3 separate regions of the Mus musculus genome follow, and all the other regions are linked to region 2. A link is a contact called in public promoter capture Hi-C data. All regions are on one chromosome and are shown on one strand. Each heading gives the region's core, a stretch centred on a gene start, on an enhancer-like site or on the middle of the called end of the contact. The rest is flanking DNA. Distances are from core to core; before and after follow the strand shown. Region 1 overlaps Stau2 (staufen double-stranded RNA binding protein 2). Region 2 holds the start of Sbspon (somatomedin B and thrombospondin, type 1 domain containing). Region 3 overlaps Stau2 (staufen double-stranded RNA binding protein 2).

Region 1 (3,559 bases), core at 251-2,750, 510 kb before region 2:
CTGCCAAAAATTACAAAGAGTAAAAATAATCAAATGTCATCTGAATTAAGTTTTGGCTTTTAGGATTTTAAAATCATAGATTCTGCAAATATTTTACAGATAAGTAAACTGAGATAGAAAGGCTAAGTGACATCCTGTTTTCAGTCCGAATTAGAAATAAACAGAACTCCAGCCACTCCCCCATTAGATCAGAAGATAACATTTTCATGGGCTTTGGACATAAACCTGTAGAGGAGATATGAATGTCTAAGCTGTATTGAAATTTATGAGTAACACCATCAAATGAAATGAGGTAATTTTTCAATTTTTAAGTCCTAGTGTTGTTTGGAATGTGTCTTTGTCACCTTGTAAAAGTGATATTTAGGAAAGTGAGATGCTGGAAAATAAAGCCCTGGCTGGCTGATCAGGAGAGAGAAAGCCTTGAATGCAGTCACATTAGGAAGATAGCAACATGGCATAGGTTAGAAGGTTGTCATAGTAACACTTGCCAAGGTATTAGCCATGTTAAGTATTAATTCCAAAGACTCATGTATCTTTTCTTGATTGATACGTTGTCTCATATGTCTTGAAGATGGGGCATGTCTGAAGATTTGTTGTATATCTAATAACTATGTTATTTAAAGTGTCTATGTTTGCTCCCCAACACATACACACACACACACACACACACACACACACACACACACACACACACACACACCACCCCACCCACCAAATAGGGGATAGTGAAGCATAGAATAGAAAAGAAGTCTTGAAGTTAGCCTTTGTCTATCCAGGTTGTTCAGCAGTATGCCTCTCAGTGCCAGCATGGTGACTTCCCATGTTGCACCACTTGATTGTCTATTTGAACTCCATCTGTGGAAGCTCAGGAGGTCACTGTGGAGTATTGTTTCAGCAGCCATGCAGTGACTTGTTCACTCAGAACCCTTGCATTAGCTCTTCTGTTCAACTAAACAAAAAGTGGTAAGAGCCAGAAGATAATGAGGCAGTTTTACACACTGTATTTGTTTGTTTTGTGTGTGTATATGTATGTACATGCACACACATGCATCCAATTGCACAGAAGGTCATGCCACAGCATACATGAAGCCAAAATTTCCTCCTTTCAGCATCAGGTCCTGGGGAATGAGCTATCTTAAGGCTTAGTGATAAGCACCTTTATCTTGCTGGCCTTAGGTCATTCTTCAAGATTTTCTTGAACCTTTGAAATTAGATGGATGTAAGTTTGACTCTCAACAGCTCTATTGGGAAAAGTTGTTACTGCTCAAAGTGAGATTCAGGACCTTTCCTGTCACTGTGGGCTTCTGTAAAGACTAAGCTGATTTAAAGAATGTAGCCAGTGCACAGTAAGGAGTGGTTATGTCCCCTGTTTGATGCAGTTGCCTGTTTGCCAAGATGCTCTTGTGTAGATATAACCTAGAGCATCGAGAGCAGCTCTGAGACAGTAGGACGTGTTACCAAGGCAACCCTGGTCCACAGCAGAGAAGAGCTCAGAAGACCAGGATTGTGGGACAGATTTTAACTAGCACAGAAAACGATTGTGATGTAGCAGGGTGACCTTTGGAGGCTATGGATACGAGGAGCTCATTTAATCATTTAATTGCACAATAGGGGTTTTTGTGGTTCATCTCTTAACAACAATAACAGCATGGGAATTTAAACTTTGAGTACAAAATACTATCTGCTTAGTTAATATATTCTAATTTGTAGAAGTAAATGCATCGTATGTTGAATGTTCATTATCAAAACTGAGCTTATTGTTTGAAAAATACAAACAAGAGAAGGAACTAGAACATACTACCTTTGAAAGTTAATAAACTTTGAGTGATTCTTTACCAAAGGAGCTAAGTATTTGGAGGCGAGGACCTCAGCACATGGTATTCTATTTGATGAAGTGCTCTATGTCATCTGCACTGTAGTGTAGTCTGGATGCCATTAATCAGAGTGTTCTGGCTAATCTTAATTGTCATGGTGCACTGAGGAAATGTGCTGTGTAAGATATTCAAACCATGTGGGGTATATTTACTAAGAATCATTGTTAAACCAGAGGATGAAGTGAAACTGGAATGAACCAAGTCAGGCACCAGGTCTTGGCATTTCCTGTTGTTACTACTAGAGTATTTTACTTTTTATGTAAAAAATGCAATATACTTAATTTTCCCTCTGATATTTATATGAAATGATTTATATATACATATATATCAAATGCATACCTATACACATACATAAAGCTGTATTCAATGGCCCAGAAGGAAGAGGCCCCGAGGGCTCTTTAGTGTGCAATTAATATTTTGGTCAGAAAAATCAGCAGATTGTTTCAGTATGCTTATGTGTTATGACATCATATTCCAGTAAAGTTATAATGAACAGAAATTTTGTTTGTCTCTGTGGCAAACCAAAATGAGTTTTGTAATTGTCAGCAGACCTTAGTGATTACAGTGGCGCCCACTCCCTCTACTGTAGTTAAAGGTCTTAGCATTCCAGTTGTGGAGCTCTGTTTTCAGAAGTTTATAATTAATTGTAAGCATTTGCTCTACAGAGAAAGCTTGCCATTTAAGATCAGTTCAGGAGTCAATTTCTGATTTCAACTAGTGCATCCTGAAGTTTTATTGAACGAACTAAAATGTGTAGTTCTGTGCATATGGGAAAGTAAACTTTGCTGGTGACAAAGACAGTCTATATCCATGATTCCCATTAGTGTGTCGAATCTCAGATTCAAGTGGTGAGTGGCAGGGCTGAGGGAGCGGGGCTGCCCAGGCCCTGTGCATTTATTGACATCAAAGGACAAAAAGATTGTATCTTAAAGTTCTTTTTAGTCTTTGGATGTTAAGAATAGTATTTTACTTTCATTGTTTTTTCTTTAATGTTTTTAATGTTTTCTATTTTAAAAATAAGGACACTTATATTCACTTAAGACACCTTATCTTAAAAAAAATAATAGAAAACTGTGACCCAAAAAAGTTGATGTTTAGAGCTAAAGCTGACTTTTCCTGCTGCTCTTCTGTAGATTGTCTAGTCCCTCAGACGCTGCTAAGTACCCTCTCCTAACACTGTGCTCTAAGTTCTCCTCTGCTCTGACACGCTTGTATCCCATCCTCTGCCGTCTATTGTTTTCCTGAACTTTGATCATAGGTATTAATCAAATTCTAGCCTTAGGCTCTCATTGGTTCCTTTACGTGTGCCCTTTCCAGAGTCTGTCTACGCATGGTCTCAATTGTGGCCTCACTTATCTGCTCCTTCAAGCACCGAACTTCATTTTCAGTAAACCTTCATTGCATTTCCATTTGCCCAATGAGTTTTAACATTATGAGCTCTCTCTAGTTTATCTCAGACTGCTTGAAGAACACCATTGCTTGGGTGTTTAATAACCATTGAAAACATGTTGTGACCTCAAGTTGGAGTTTTACATGGGTTCAATCTCTAGCATAGCAAAATAGACAAAGAAAAAAGGCAGGACCTCAGTTGAACTTTGGTGTAAAACATTCTCCAGTACTGGAATAATTTTTAACTTAATTTCTAGCATTACAATTACAAATCCACTATTACACTGAAATTGATC
Region 2 (3,621 bases), core at 686-3,185:
ATCACCCTAATCACCTGACCTGGCAGTTAATTACCCCAAGTGAGCACTGAGAACCAAACTTGGGTCTGCTGGAAGAACAGCCAGCTCTTCTAATCACTCATCTCCCCAGCCCATCTTTCACTTCTGTTAAGACAGAGCTCACCTCCTCTTCTCTGTTACCATTTCATTTCAAGCTTTGGTCTGGAAAATGAGCTAGTCAGTGGATTGTTTGCTTTTACACCTTTCTGGCACTATTCCAGACTCTTATGGCATTACAGAAGTATCTGCCCAGAGGCATCCCATGGAGAAGACAGTCTAGAAAAGGTGTGGAGATGAATTGCATGAATGTGTTGTGACAAAACGGCAAATGAAACTTCTCACAGGAGGAACGCTGAGGGTGTATGTAATCTGTTGGCAAGAGTATTTAGTCCTAACCATCAAAACTAAAAACACAAAGAAGTAAAAAACACAAAGAAGTACACATCATTTCTTTAAAAGCTAAAGGAAGAGATAGTTGCCAGAAAGGAAAACAAACAAAAAAAAAAGCCTTTCAATGCTGAGAACTTACTTGTATAAACTCACAAAGAAAAATTTCTTTTTTTTTTCTTTTTAGAGTATATTTTCTTTGGATGATCAAATAGCATTACATTCTACATTGGTCAATACAATCTGAGACCAGGACTTATCAGATACAACCCTTACAATGTAGGTTTGTCCATTGCATAGCATGCTTAATTTTTATATTTGGTTGCTAAGTTGCTTTATCACACTTGTAGTAAAGTTTAAAATTTCTACTTATATTACTTTCTCTCCAATGACAGAAATTCCTCTTTGAGAAGCTCTTGCATGAAGAAGGAAGAAACCAGACTTTGAATTTAATTTGATTTCTTATGTTTTCAGATATAGAAAGTGTTCCTTTCTACAAACCATGCTAATTAAATGATTTAAGGTCATAAAGAAAAAGTGAAACTCCCAGAATTAATCTCAGTGAATAAAGTGTAGAAAACTTAATATATTTAGAGAAGAGAAAGAAACACATATAAAAACTTGGGCATAAAGCTGGGTGTAAAGGCCTATGCCTTTCGTTCCAGCACTTGGGAGGCAGATGGCAGTAGCTCTCGTGAGTTCGATACCATCCCATCCTGGTCTACATGGCAAGTTACAGGTCAGCCAGAAGTAAGTAGCAAGTCCCTCATCTCAACAAGCAAGTAAACAAACAAGTTGCCGGTGGGGTGTCGCTTAGTAGGATGACCTTGCATCGGTCAGGATCTAATTTCCATTCTCAACGTGGCAAGAACAAGACAACAAACAAAGATGTGCACGCGAATAAAACCCTCCAAAATTAGACGAACACCTTAGAGTGAAAGTTATTATAAAAAAACAAAAACAAAAACCGAAAAACCATTATTGGTGGGGGTTCTCTTTGGGAAATCGGCTTTAACAAAAAAACAGAGTACAGTTTCTACTTTATCATTTTCTTCGTATTCATTAATTTGTCCTTTAAGTGAAGGAAAGTAGCATTTTTTTCTGGGTGAGAAAAAAGCCACTATAAAATGCTGCAGAAAGATACTTCTCTGTGCCCGACAGGGCCCAGGAGAGTTGGAGAAACAGTTGGGAAAAGACTCCGAGGGCTTTCTAGAGCGAGCTGGGGCGCTTGGGGGTCGCCCGGGTGCACAGGGGCTCCATCCATTTTCTGGCGGCTTTCCGGGTGCAAACAGGCACGGGCTACCGCGTCCCCAGACCTAAGGAGGCAGAGTTTGGATCCTGGGGAGAGTGGCCGGTAGCGGGCTGTGAGAGCACCTGGGGTGGTCGGGGGTCGGCTGGTGGCCAGGAGGAGAAGCGCGTCCCACCTGGGCCCCAGTGCCACCCGCCCAGAGCCCGCCGAGCGGGCGCACAGCCAGGGCAGCCGAGGGGCGGTGCGGAAGGGCGGAGGGCCGAGGGCGGGGGCTTCGGCTGTCGGAGGAGCCGAGCTCTTGCCCGAGGCTCTAGCTGGGTCCGTTCGCAAGTGTCGCGGCAGCTCTGGCCATGAAGACCCTGTGGATGGTGCTGTGCGCTCTGGCGCGGCTGTGGCCCGGGGCCCTGGCTGGCTGTGCAGAGGCCGGCCGCTGCTGTCCTGGCCGGGACCCAGCCTGCTTCGCCCGCGGCTGGAGGCTGGACAGGGTCTATGGAACATGCTTCTGTGACCAAGCCTGCCGTCTCACCGGGGACTGCTGCTTCGACTACGACAGGGCGTGCCCAGGTGGGTGGCTGGGCGCCGGGAGGGACCCCTAGGAAGCCAGGAATCTTCTGGTCACTTCCAGGCCAGTCCAGTATCAGCCTTCGCAATCCCAGTACCCCACCCCCACCCCAACTCCCGCTCCATTCCAGGCTTCCCAGTCGGCTTCATCTAATGTCCCCGAAGCACACCCCCTAACATCTGTGGGGATCACCTCTGGGATGTGTTCTGTGACTCAAGAACTCTAGCTTCATAGAGTCACCTGGGGCCTGGAAGGATGGTGCTGACAGTTGTCAGGGGTGTGTCCCTGGACCAGCCGTCACCACACTCATTCTGTCAACCTCATAAAGTTTGGGGATAGAGAAAACTAACAAGGCCAGGAAGATGAGACTGTCTCACTTTGTATCAAGCTTGCCCTGGGAGGGGCCTCCACTTTCTTAGAGGTCTGAGGTGTTCTGTGGTGGGCTCCAACATGGACCACCGCTGTTTCCTGTGAGGAGGTTTTCTGTGCTCTTGGAACTATCTTTAGGATACTTTCTTTCCTCAAGTCTCTGTAGTGTTTGATCCTTCCCTTTAGAATGAGGTCTTTTCTTATCTAACATTCCCATAGCATCTCACAGTACCCCTTGGTAGGGTTCTGTCAACGCAGGTTTAATTGAACTTAAAGGTAAAGGAAGAAATGAGAAACACAGTCCTGAAAAACAAGCCGTGACCAAGAAGTCAGCTCTGAAAACCAAAGCAGCTTTGCTCCTTGCTAATCAGATCAGTCCCAAAGTTGTCCATATGATAGGGTTTGTCCTCACACAAGTCCTAGGCAACTTCTGAGGAGAGGACCCAAGGGCTGGGCCACACTCCAGGAACGAGAGGCCCAGTAGCAACAAGGCCTCTCTTGCCTCTTTGCTAAGAGCCTGTCAATCCCAGGCAGGTCAGTCACCCAGCCATGATACTGTGGAAGGGCACAGCCAAAAAACCTCCAAGATTTACTGGCGGATGCCCTTTTTGATAAGTTCTCCCCCCATTCCCGTGACAAGTCATCTTGCCTCAGTCTAAAGGAAGCTGGAAAAGTCAATGAACCAGAAAATGCAGTGAGTCTGAGCCATGTGTCCCCTTCCCTGGCAACACCCGAAACTGGGTGTCTCAGCTACGTGTCCCTGGGTCTTCCAAAGCACTCATTCTTGAGGGGCTTGCCTATGCATTGATCCTAGAGTCCTGTAGCCCTTAGTTTGTAGTAAGCACAGGGATGGTGGGACACTGAAGATGCTGTCTCTACTCCTTAGGAAGTCACTTTGTACCAGAAGCACAGGAGAAACCATATGTACACTGTACAGAAAGCTCCCTCTTCCTGCAGGGGACACTGTCCATGATAGCCAGGGATGCCCAACCCCAGGATTGGTTTTGATTTGTTCCTGGGTGTCCTTTCCTACAGT
Region 3 (3,385 bases), core at 783-3,282, 420 kb before region 2:
TGTCTGTCTTCACATTCATCCTTCACACTTACGGGGATCTGTGTTCTTGCCTTTGTGTCTTCCCTGGGCTTTTCCTTCTGTCTGGCCCGTTCTGTCCTGGCTCATAGAGGAACTTTAATTTAAATTTTGTTATATTCATCACATCCAACCAAGCCATTATTCCGGGCTATCCTCAAACTTGTGAGTATAAGTAAGAATCTTCTGTCTTTTTTAAGCCAAATTTGTGTTTTAATTTCTTTTCCATCTTTTATTTTCTGTGTATGTGTGTTTGCCCCCAATGTGCATCATGCCTGTGGAAGTCAAAAAAGACATCAAATGACCTGGAACTGGAGTTAATGAATGCTTGTAAACTACCCTGTGGGTGCTGGAAACCAACCAACGTCCTCCACCAGAGTAAGGAGTACCCCTGACCCATCTATCTGACACTCTTCTGTAATTTTTACATTAGCCCGTGGGCTCACTCACCAAACCATTTCCCGTTTTCTCTCTCATGGTTATCTTCTTGAGGTTTTTTTCTTGTTCCTAGGCATTTTGGAGGCATTCAGTTCATGTTTATAGGAAGGAAGTAAATTGGATTCCTAAGAAAACTAGGGGAGCTTGGTTTTGCAGAATATCTAAAATAAAATGGATATGAGAGTGTTCAACCTATAAGCATTCTTTTCTGATGACTCTAGATAGACTTTTTTAATGTAAAGATTATAATAATTCCACATGTTGAAGTAACTCTACTCAGGGATTACATGCCTTTTAGTGGCTCTCCTGGGCTATTTACAGACTTTAGGTTTTGGGTTTTTTGTTTTGTTTTTTGTTTTTTGGTTTTTTTTGTTTTGTTTTTTTGTTTTGTTTTGTTTGTTTTGCCTATCATTCATATGCATTTGTCTTTCTTGGTGTCTGAATTACTTGGTTTAAATACTGGGGCCATGTCTTAGTTCTAGCCTCTGCCCAATGGGACACTGGGCAGTATGACTTAAGACTGTGTTCCTAGAATCTTAATGATGCCAAGCATCCTACACTTCAGCAACAGTTGATTAAGACAAATACAACTCTTTATCAATATAAAATATAGTTCAGTGGCATTGCAGCATACGAGATCCCAGTGATCATCAGAGGGAGCCTCGACAGGTTCTGCATTCATGATGTCACTAGCAGAGAATAAGCATTAACCTTTGGCCCCTTTGGCAGGTCTGTATTGATCAGTCAGTGCTACATGTCATGGGGAGGCCATGCTTGTTGTCACTGTCCCTGTCAGGTTCTGGAGCTACCAGAGCAAAGACTTTGGAAAATAATTAACTTGAGTATTTCTTAGTTTTTAATGAACTGGGACATGAATGGAGATGCATTTAAAAGACAAGTGAGTATATGGTTTATTTTGAAAAAATGCTTCAATATTTTTGATTCTTACATTTCAGAATATTTTCTCCATCCAATATGTATCTCATTGTAGAAATAAAATTTCTTTTGTTGATGTTTAATATATGAAATTTTGATTTTATACAAATATAACAGTTAAGGAAGTCCATAGCTTTAAAACTATCTCACTTCAGGATGCATCACCAGAAACTACTTTTCAATATAGTTATTACATGTTGGTGTACTAGATCAGGAATCAGTATACATGACCCATGGCCAAGTTCATTCTGCTACCCAAATTACAAATGTCTTTAACACTTTAAAGTGGCTGGAAATAAAATTTCATGATGTGAAAATTATGTGGAATTCAAGCTTCGTGCTCATAAATATATTTATGGGGACAGACCTAGTGCTGTTTATGTTGGTCTTGCCTTTGACCACTTCCCTACCCCAAGGCAGAGATAAGGAATTCTAAGAGGCCTAAGAGGTCTTGCATCCTGTAGAACCTTCTGTATTGATTTCCTACCCCTTTGTAGAAAAGCGGGTTCAACCATAGACTTTAAAAAAAAAAAAAAAAAAACTTTAAAAAAGCATTTAGCTTTTGAGTCTTGTGTCAGCTGTTCTGTTATGTTAAACGTGGCCAGAGCTCATTCTTGGAGTGTGAGCCAGTGCCCTGGGAATACTACCTGTGTGATAGCTAGCACAGTAGACTTGACTGTGGACTCTGGATTTATTTACTCACAGAGGAAACTAATTTTATCCCTCTAAAGAAATAATAAACAACTCTGTCTTCATCAGTATTCATCAGAGCAATGAAAGAGAGTTTGCCTGTAGCAAAGGTTACTTCTGTCTCCTTGCTGAAATTCCATTTAGAAATGCTTCATAGCTGGACTTCTTTGTAAGTAATACAAGCTATTCAGTTGTTTCTATAGTGACCTTTTATTTCAGATGCTTAAGCAGTTTCTAGAAGCAACAGCGAGCTGTAGGGAAAGTTTGGGAAGAGAAAATATTCTGCACTCTATAACTGACTCATAATTTCCCTTCTGCATGATACAGCATGGCTACATCTCTAAGAGGTTATATACATCCAGTGGTATTGTGCACATGAGTGACTTATAAATTTGAGCTGTAAAATTATTTTGGACTATAGTCAGAATCCATGAACCTGCTCATTGCTTTCTTCTCCCACTACCCCTTCCCCTGGGATGAGAAAGAAAAATGAAATAAAACACCAGTTTTTATCAGCAAAATAGATAATAATTTATGTATAAAAACTTATTTTCTCAACTCCACTATGAAAAAGACTGAGTGTAGCTGTCTTATGTAGCTCCAGGAGCTGTGGCTTCATCTTTCCCACAGCTTATGTCTACAAAGGTGATTTGCACTCACAATTTCAGACCAGCGGACGTTCCCTAGAGTTCCGAATACGTTTGGCCAATTTTGGAGCTGCATAACACCCCATACCTGTAATTCCTTAATTCTAGTTAAGTATTCTAATTATTAATGTCCCCTCTAATTAAAAAAAAATGAGTAAGAACTTAGGGTTCTTAACCATTTCTATCTGCATGTAAGATGTTATTCAAAGATTTTTTTAAAAAACCTTTGTGAACAGTTCACATTGGTATATTATTAAACCAATAAATGCCATGTATGTATAATTGGCTAAAAGGATGTGAAATCTAGAGTAGAGAACTGTATAGTCTTTTTAAAAGACACAATCAACGGAATATAGTTCCCTCTGCCAAAGATTTGAGAGCATTACTGCTCACTGGAGGTCACATTTACAACCTAATTTTGCTTTCCTAGTAAAATTGGATTATGCAGTGTGCATGATTTAGTCCACTGTTTTAAAGTTGAAAACCAGAAACCTTCTCTCCCTTTGAAATACACCTCCAATTAAGTCATGCCTCTTTGTCCTTGTCCAAAATTCCTCTTTGAACAAACCTTATATATACTGTATATATATATATATATATACTTATATATACTTATACTGCTTATATTTCAGAATCTGAGTACTGTACTTCCACGGCTG

The links. Promoter capture Hi-C pulls out the DNA fragments that hold promoters and counts their contacts.
Region 1: a promoter capture Hi-C map of second pharyngeal arch cranial neural crest shows a contact between it and region 2, with 3 times the contacts expected there. The contact joins the enhancer-like site here to the promoter of Sbspon in region 2. A contact is called at or near these places in 14 of 39 promoter capture datasets (the 3T3-L1 cell line, 3T3-L1-derived adipocytes, the C10 cell line and 11 more) and 1 of 9 other capture datasets (liver).
Region 3: a contact with region 2 is called in a promoter capture Hi-C map of liver, with 4 times the contacts expected there. The contact joins the enhancer-like site here to the promoter of Sbspon in region 2. A contact is called at or near these places in 17 of 39 promoter capture datasets (the 3T3-L1 cell line, 3T3-L1-derived adipocytes, the C10 cell line and 11 more), 1 of 15 datasets of contacts at CTCF or cohesin (large pre-B cells) and 6 of 484 Hi-C or Micro-C datasets (the AML12 cell line, cerebral cortex, embryonic fibroblasts and 3 more).

The regions. Positions count from the first base shown.
Region 1 is chr1:16,397,387-16,400,945 of GRCm38.p6, reverse strand. The region is part of intron 5 of Stau2 (staufen double-stranded RNA binding protein 2); the gene reads left to right. Among named protein-coding and RNA genes, the nearest start is that of C130013N14Rik, 84 kb to the right of the region's middle. Within about 2 kb of position 1,500, at least 7 of the 459 cell types and tissues checked have an H3K27ac peak or open chromatin away from gene starts, as enhancers often do. A contact at or near this core is called in second pharyngeal arch cranial neural crest, where this site is marked.
Region 2 is chr1:15,891,036-15,894,656 of GRCm38.p6, reverse strand. Sbspon (somatomedin B and thrombospondin, type 1 domain containing) reads left to right here and starts at 1,935. Exons shown (of 5, transcript NM_001033288.3): 1 at 1,935-2,218. The coding sequence starts at 2,005.
Region 3 is chr1:16,307,963-16,311,347 of GRCm38.p6, reverse strand. All of the region lies in intron 12 of Stau2 (staufen double-stranded RNA binding protein 2), which reads left to right. It overlaps C130013N14Rik (a long non-coding RNA gene), which reads left to right. Exons shown (of 2, transcript XR_003947751.1): 1 at 1-393. Among named protein-coding and RNA genes, the nearest start is that of C130013N14Rik, 5.1 kb to the left of the region's middle. Within about 2 kb of position 2,032, at least 4 of the 459 cell types and tissues checked have an H3K27ac peak or open chromatin away from gene starts, as enhancers often do. A contact at or near this core is called in liver, where this site is marked.